2 separate regions of the Mus musculus genome follow, and region 2 is linked to region 1. A link is a contact called in public HiChIP or PLAC-seq data. All regions are on one chromosome and are shown on one strand. The core of a region is the stretch at or near the end of the contact, and the rest is flanking DNA. Distances in the headings are between cores, read along the strand shown.

Region 1 (3,434 bases), core at 899-3,398:
GTGTTTTGTTGCTTGAGGTGTGGTCTCTGAAGCCCAGGCAGGCCTCAAATTTATGGCAGTTTTCAGCCTTAGCCTCCCAAGTGTTGAGCTCATGTGTAGGAGCCACCACGCCTAGCTGTACGCATTGATGGTCTTTTGTTTCCTGAGAGGGCGGAGTGTGGTGTTGCCTAGCCTGACCTTGAGCTGTATATTGAAAGTGACTGGAACGGTGATCCTCCTGCCTCTGTCTCGAAAGTGCTGAGGTTATCAGCCGCCACACCTGGTTTATATCTTGACCAGATCCAATCCAGAACTCAGTGTATACAAGGTAAGTATTCTACCAGCCAAGCCACACCTCCACCATTATGTGTTATTTTGGGCACACTGATTTGTGTTATTAAAAATATTTGCTGTCCTGTTGAGTTCCATCCTTAAATATTGCAGTTAATTGTAACAAAGGGATGTGCTTTTAAGTAGAGTTGAAGGCATAGCCACAGAGAGAATTATTTCAAATAATTTCTGGATGTTATAGTGTGATTTTTTTTTTTTTTAACATCCTAAAAGAATATATTCTGGGCTGGAGAGATGGCTCAGTGGTTAAGAGCGCTGACTGCTCTTCCAGAGGTCCTGAGTTCAATTCCCAGCAACCACATGGTGTTTTATAACCATCTGTAATGGGATGCAATGCCCTCTTCTGGTGTGTCTGAAGGGACCAACAGTGTACTCACATTCATATATATTCTGAGGGTCAAAAGCACTGTGTTTACTGTGTTAATGTAGCTGTACTTATTCTGAAGCTGTTGGTTGCTGATTGTAAGATTAACAGGTGGTAATGGATTGACTTCTAAAAAGTATCAAGAACTGTGTGTGTGTGTGTGTGTGTGTGTGTGTGTGTGTGTGTGTGTCTGAACTGAGATTTTTGGCAAATTAAAAATAAGGACTGTAGTTATAAAAATAAAAGTTTGTTTTGTGAGTTTGAACTGAAAGTGTTGGTGTGGTGTTATTAAAAATGCTATAGTTACTTTTATTTACTCATTTTCCTTGTACAACGTGTGGCCATTCTAGCATAGACTTGAGAGAATACCAATTCCCCTGTCAGGATTTTACATCTTAATAATAACAGCAGCAGCAGATGTTACAGTAGATCTTGGCTACTTTTTTTTTTTTGCTATAATAAATTACCTTGACTAGAGTCACTTAAGAGAGAAAAGAGGGGCTGGAGAAATGGCTCAGCAGTTAAGAGCACAGACTGCTCTTCCAGAGGTCCTGAGTTCAATTCCCAGCAACCACATGGTGGCCCCCAATCATCTGTAATGGGATCTGATGCCCTCTTCTGGTGTGTCTGAAAACAGCTACAGTGTACTCATATAAATACAATACATAAATCTTAGAAGAAGAGAGAGAAAGGAGAAGGATCCATGGTGTGTGGGGAACCTAGGGGGAGGAGCTTGAAGCAGTGTGCTTGTAGTCAAGAAACAGAAAATAGCTCACTTCCTCTTTTCTACTCAAGTACAATATTAGTTTAAGATGCATAAATAAGAGTACACACACCTAAGATGTTCCCAAGAATATAAGACATGTACTGGCTACTTTTTGTGTCACCTTGACATAAACTAGAGACATCTGCAAGGAGGGAGCCTCAGTTGGAGGACAGTTGCCTCCGATAGATTGGCCTTCAGTTGAGAAAATGCGCCTACTAGAGTGCCTTGTGGGTAAGATTGTGCGAGTTCTGCCCCTTTGTTTTTTGTTTTGTTTTATTTGATTAATGGTTGATGTGTGTGGACCCATTCCACTTGGGGCTGTGCTACCCCTGGTCAGGTGGTCTTGTGTGGTCTAAGAAGCAGGCTGAGCAGTTCAGGGGGTGAATGCTAGAAGAAAGCAGTCCTCCAAGGCCTCTGCTTCAGTTCCTGCCTTGAGTTCCTGTTCTGACTCCCCTCAATGATAGACTGTGATCTAGATTTGTAAGGCAAAATAAACCCTTGACTCCCTGAGTTAGGTTTAGTCAGGATGTTCTATAGCATTACAAACCCAGCTCTACTCATATAAGGGTCCAGATTGTTAGACATATTTATCCAAGTTCATGATTGTAGTCAGATAAAACATGCCCAGTGCAGTGACGGTTGGGGAACTGACTTCTTCCTGTTTTCTGTTGTCACTGTACCGAGGATGTGGGCACAGAGACCTTCCTCTTGGGTAGTCAGATAAACGCTGAGTTTTGAGGGACAGTGAAGAATCTGACGTGTGGGTGTAAGGCAGGGGAGGGAACACAGGCCAATGCAATAGGGCTTAAGGTAAGGTTTTGGGAATGGAGTGAATGAGCTGGTAGGTGACTCCAGCTGTGGTCGTAGTCTGCTTGGAGAATACGCAGTTTTGAGAAGCTGAGGGCATAACTTAGTGAGTTCAGCGTGCACTTGGCCCTGGGCTCAGTGCCCTGCAGTGTGGAAAGGAAAATCACAAGAGCCCCAGCCCAAGAAGCTTGTGGTTCTTTCGTGACTATGGGGAGGAGTAAGGTTGTACCATCACAACGAGTCTGTACCAAAGATGAGGAGAAGAGGGGTGTGAGATGACCAGTCAGGCAAGAACAAAACTGGAGAGAGTGACGTGATACTGACAGCACCAGATGGCTGCAGTAGATGGAGAGAATTTGATTCATTTTGGTAAGGTTTGGTTGTGCTTAGATCAGACGCATCCACATTAGTAAACTTTAGTGTGTGAACGGATTCTGCCGCTATTTTTCGACTACTGTGGTATAAACTTTCCTGCGAAATAGTCTGCTTACCCTAAGGCTTAAACTAGAAAGTGTGACAAGGGAGAGATTTGACTACCTTACAGGTCTCATTTTAAAGTTTTATCTGTTTTGATTCACTCTTTTCAGCTATGGAGCTTAGCAATAAGTAAATGTGTAATATTCACAAAAAGAACTAAGAAAAAGGGTTTTTGCTCCATATTAATCCCTAGTATTTATGAAACTTCGGGAAAAGTTAAGAATCATACTCTGCCCTAAAAAGCAAAACAAGGAAAAACCAGTAGTTTAATTGAAGCTCTTACCTTACTGTCTAGGAAAAAGCAAAACAAAACAAAACAGATTATTTTTCTGGTTCTCTCCCCAAAGTAGTAGCTTTTCCTGAATGGTGAAGCTTGAATCCATTTGATGAAAGGTGTACATTTCATTGAAAATTCCTTATTTCTGTCTAGAGTTCAGCTTTTCTATGAATTTATTCAGCCTCAAGTTTTCTCGGGTTCTTGTATCATCAGGTTTATGTGTTTAGCGAAAAATGTAAATTCTGCAGCCATTCTGTCTATACCTTAAGATATCAGCTCTGTGTCCTCCAACCTCTCCATCCAAGACGATTACTGAGAAAGTTGGAACCTGCTATTCACCCATATGCCCTCAAGTCTTTGCTGATAAATGTGTATTCTCATTTTTTACTGATGTCTCTTCAAGTTTCTTAATA
Region 2 (3,055 bases), core at 192-2,691, 150 kb before region 1:
AGAAAAAACTAAGAAGACATGCTAGAGAGCATGGCTGTGGGCTCCAGAGTCGCCAAGTTTGTGTATGGGCTCAAGGGGGCGCTGTACTTGTCTCAGCATTGGCCATATATGCCTTTCTGGTGGTTTGCAAGGTACATCTTCAAGTTTGCAAAGAGACCTTGTTTTGTTGTTTTTCTTTTCTCTCTCTCTCTCTCTTTAGATGAGTGATATTATAAGGTGATTCGGGCATAACTTGAATGGAATTTCAGTCTCATAAGGTAAATTCTGAAGCCACCAGGGCTACACAACAGGCTTAGGACACATCCTTTCCCTATAAATGGCTTTCAGGTGAGATTACTAGGAAATTGCAGGTTTATAGCTATGAAGGGAGAAGGGCTCTAAGCAGTTGTTAATAGTGCTGCAATTCTTGTATCTCTGAGGGGAAGAGGCATCAACATGATTTCTGAGTAAGGGGCTCTGCTCTGCTCTGAGTGTCTCTGTCTTGCCTCAGTTTAGTAATCATTTCCGCTTCTTACACTGGGTGGGACTGGAAAGTTGTGAGTAACATTGGCAGACAGAGGTTTGAGTTCCCAAGTTCTCCCTCCTCCTGCTGAACTCTGCTGGTTGCTTCTGACACACTTCAGACAACATCTATTGGCTGGGGCTTTAGCCAATTCAGGCTACATAAAGACAGTGGTGTCTAGGGGAAGTGAGAACCTACTGGCCCCACAGACCACAAAGCTAAGTGTGACTAGCACTGGGTTCTGCTGTGCAATGAAGGGAGGCATCTATAGTGAATGCAGTGTGACGGACAAGTGATTCTTGACTGGCTTTGTTACCACAGTTGTTAGGGTCAGAGCCTGGCCCCACCGTGGCTCAGCCACCCACCTCCAGAGGCCAGTTAAAACACTCATACACAGCATAGTTAAAGACAGAAAAAGGAAATTTATTATATGTAGCCACAACTGAATGGAAAGAGGAACAAAGGTATACTAACCATCCCTCAAATTCATCTTCAGCTTCCTGGCTTGAGTTTTTGTATAGTGTGTGTGTGTGTGTGTGTCTGTCTGTCTGTCTGTCTGTCTGTGTGCGTGTGTGTGTGTGTGTGTGTGTGTGTGTGTGTGCGTGCACTTGTCCATGTGCACTTGCAGTCCAGAAGGTACTTGGTATGGAATATCTTTCTCCACCACCTCCACTTTATTCTTTGAGATGGGGTCTTTCACTGAAGCTGGAGGTCCCTAAGTCACTAGCCAGGCTTCAGGAATCTGTCTGTCTCCACTTAACACCTGGAGTCTAAGATCTCGCCACACACCTAGGCTTTTGTTTTGTTTTGTTTTGTTTTATGTGGGTTCTGAGGAACTGAACTTAGGTTCTCATGGTTGGGTGGCAACCACGTCACTGACTGAGCCAGCTTGCCAGCTCAGGCTTAGACTTAAATGGAAGACAAGGGTGTGCATGACTAAGCACACTGGCCAAGGTGTGGTCATGCTCATCACTGCTTGGCTCCAGTGAAGTGAACTGGCGTGATTAGCTGTCAGGACTGTGTGAAGTAAATACCCATCTGAGAGACAAGCGCCTCCTGTGGTTGGCACTGTGCCCAGGTTTTTTCTTCTCGCAGGATCAAATTCCCTGGAAAATTCCAAATTTCTTGAAACTACTGTTTTCAATAGTATGATGGGAAGGCACCCAAGTATCTTTAAAACATTTTCAGTCCTGCTAGGATGGCTTGAACCTAGGCAAAACAGCCAGAGCAGGCAAAATGGCAAAGGACTACGCTTCAACAGTCACTCCCCTAAACACAGTCCTGGGAGACCTGGATCTAGGAAGAAGCCATTCCAATTCTAACAATTGATTTTTACTAGGTTTAAAGTATTTCTAAACTTTTCGTTTGTGTGCTTGTTTTTGTTTTTGGTCTTTTTGAGACAAGGTTTCTCTGTGTATTCCTGGCTGGCCTGGAATCTGTAGACCAGGCTGGCCTCTAACTCAGCGATCCACCTGCTTTTGCCTCTGAGTGCTGGGATTAGAGGCGTGCTCCACCACCACCACAACCATCGAGTATATTCTTAAGAATTCTGTCTCTGTCAAGGGAGTGAGAGACAGACATCCCTAATAGACACAGTGAAGGCGTTGAAAGTATGTGCAGCTGAATCATAGCAGAAAAATCCTGGATGCTAGGGAAAGATGTGGACACCAGCGAGAAGTAAGTTCCAAGTAAAAACTGATGCCCTGTTTATAAAGCCAGCTAAGCACATAATGACCCATTTTAAGCGCAAACAATAAATAAATGACAACCAATACTGCCATGTCTCACACTTATCTCTGAGAACCAATCCAGACATGGAATTCCAGTATAAGCACAAACTAAATTAATTCACAAGGAATACACGAGCATTGCGAATGCCTGCTTGAAGAAGTGTTACACACAGGAGCTAAAGCAGGGTAAAGTGTTTGCCTAAGAAGCCCCAGGCTCTGGAATCCGCAGCACTGTATAAACCTAGGCAAGGGAGCACACGTCTGTGATCTCAGCACCTAAGAAGTGGAGGCAGGAGGATCAGAAACCCAAGGTCTTCTTCATCTACAAATCAAGTTCCAGGCCAACCAAGGACATATAAGGCCCTGAAAGAAGGAAAGAAGAAGGAAGGAAGGAAGGAAGGAAGGAAGGAAGGAAGGAAGGAAGGAAGGAAGGAATAATAAAAGAAAAAGCAGCAGCCAGGACTGGCCATTCACAGAAGAGGAAGAAAGTCATCCATCGACCGACCCAGGAAAGAATGAAGTTTATGGCAGAAGAGATGTCAGCATATCTGTCTCACTATACCAGTGAGCCCCTAGGAGATGCACACAAGAAACATGGAATAGTATTTAACCCAGTTAGGAAAACTATCAACAGAATTACAGGAACCAGCAAATACTTCTCAATAGTAACATAACATAAAATGCTCTTAACTCTCAAAAGATGCAAACTACCTGATTGGATTAAAAAATAATTTCCAGGGACTGGAGAGGTGGCTCAGTGGTTAAGAACGCTTATGCTTTTGCTGAGGACCTGAGTTTGGTGATCTACCCACATGTAGTTCTC

What was found. HiChIP or PLAC-seq counts read pairs in DNA pulled down with a chosen protein or histone mark.
Region 2: a contact with region 1 is called in an H3K27ac HiChIP or PLAC-seq map of the HPC-7 cell line, with 7 times the contacts expected there. The contact joins two enhancer-like sites. A contact is called at or near these places in 5 of 484 Hi-C or Micro-C datasets (the HPC-7 cell line, bone marrow-derived macrophages, erythroblasts and 2 more), 4 of 115 datasets of contacts at active chromatin or transcription factors (the HPC-7 cell line, effector CD8 T cells, embryonic stem cells and 1 more) and 2 of 9 other capture datasets (adipose tissue and liver).

The regions. Positions count from the first base shown.
Region 1 is chr2:60,018,050-60,021,483 of GRCm38.p6, reverse strand. All of the region lies in intron 2 of Baz2b (bromodomain adjacent to zinc finger domain, 2B), which reads left to right. Among named protein-coding and RNA genes, the nearest start is that of Gm13572, 17 kb to the left of the region's middle. Within about 2 kb of position 2,148, at least 140 of the 459 cell types and tissues checked have an H3K27ac peak or open chromatin away from gene starts, as enhancers often do. A contact at or near this core is called in the HPC-7 cell line, adipose tissue, bone marrow-derived macrophages and 2 more, where this site is marked.
Region 2 is chr2:60,170,392-60,173,446 of GRCm38.p6, reverse strand. It overlaps a transcript of Baz2b not described here. Among named protein-coding and RNA genes, the nearest start is that of Marchf7, 38 kb to the left of the region's middle. Within about 2 kb of position 1,441, at least 174 of the 459 cell types and tissues checked have an H3K27ac peak or open chromatin away from gene starts, as enhancers often do. A contact at or near this core is called in the HPC-7 cell line, adipose tissue, bone marrow-derived macrophages and 2 more, where this site is marked.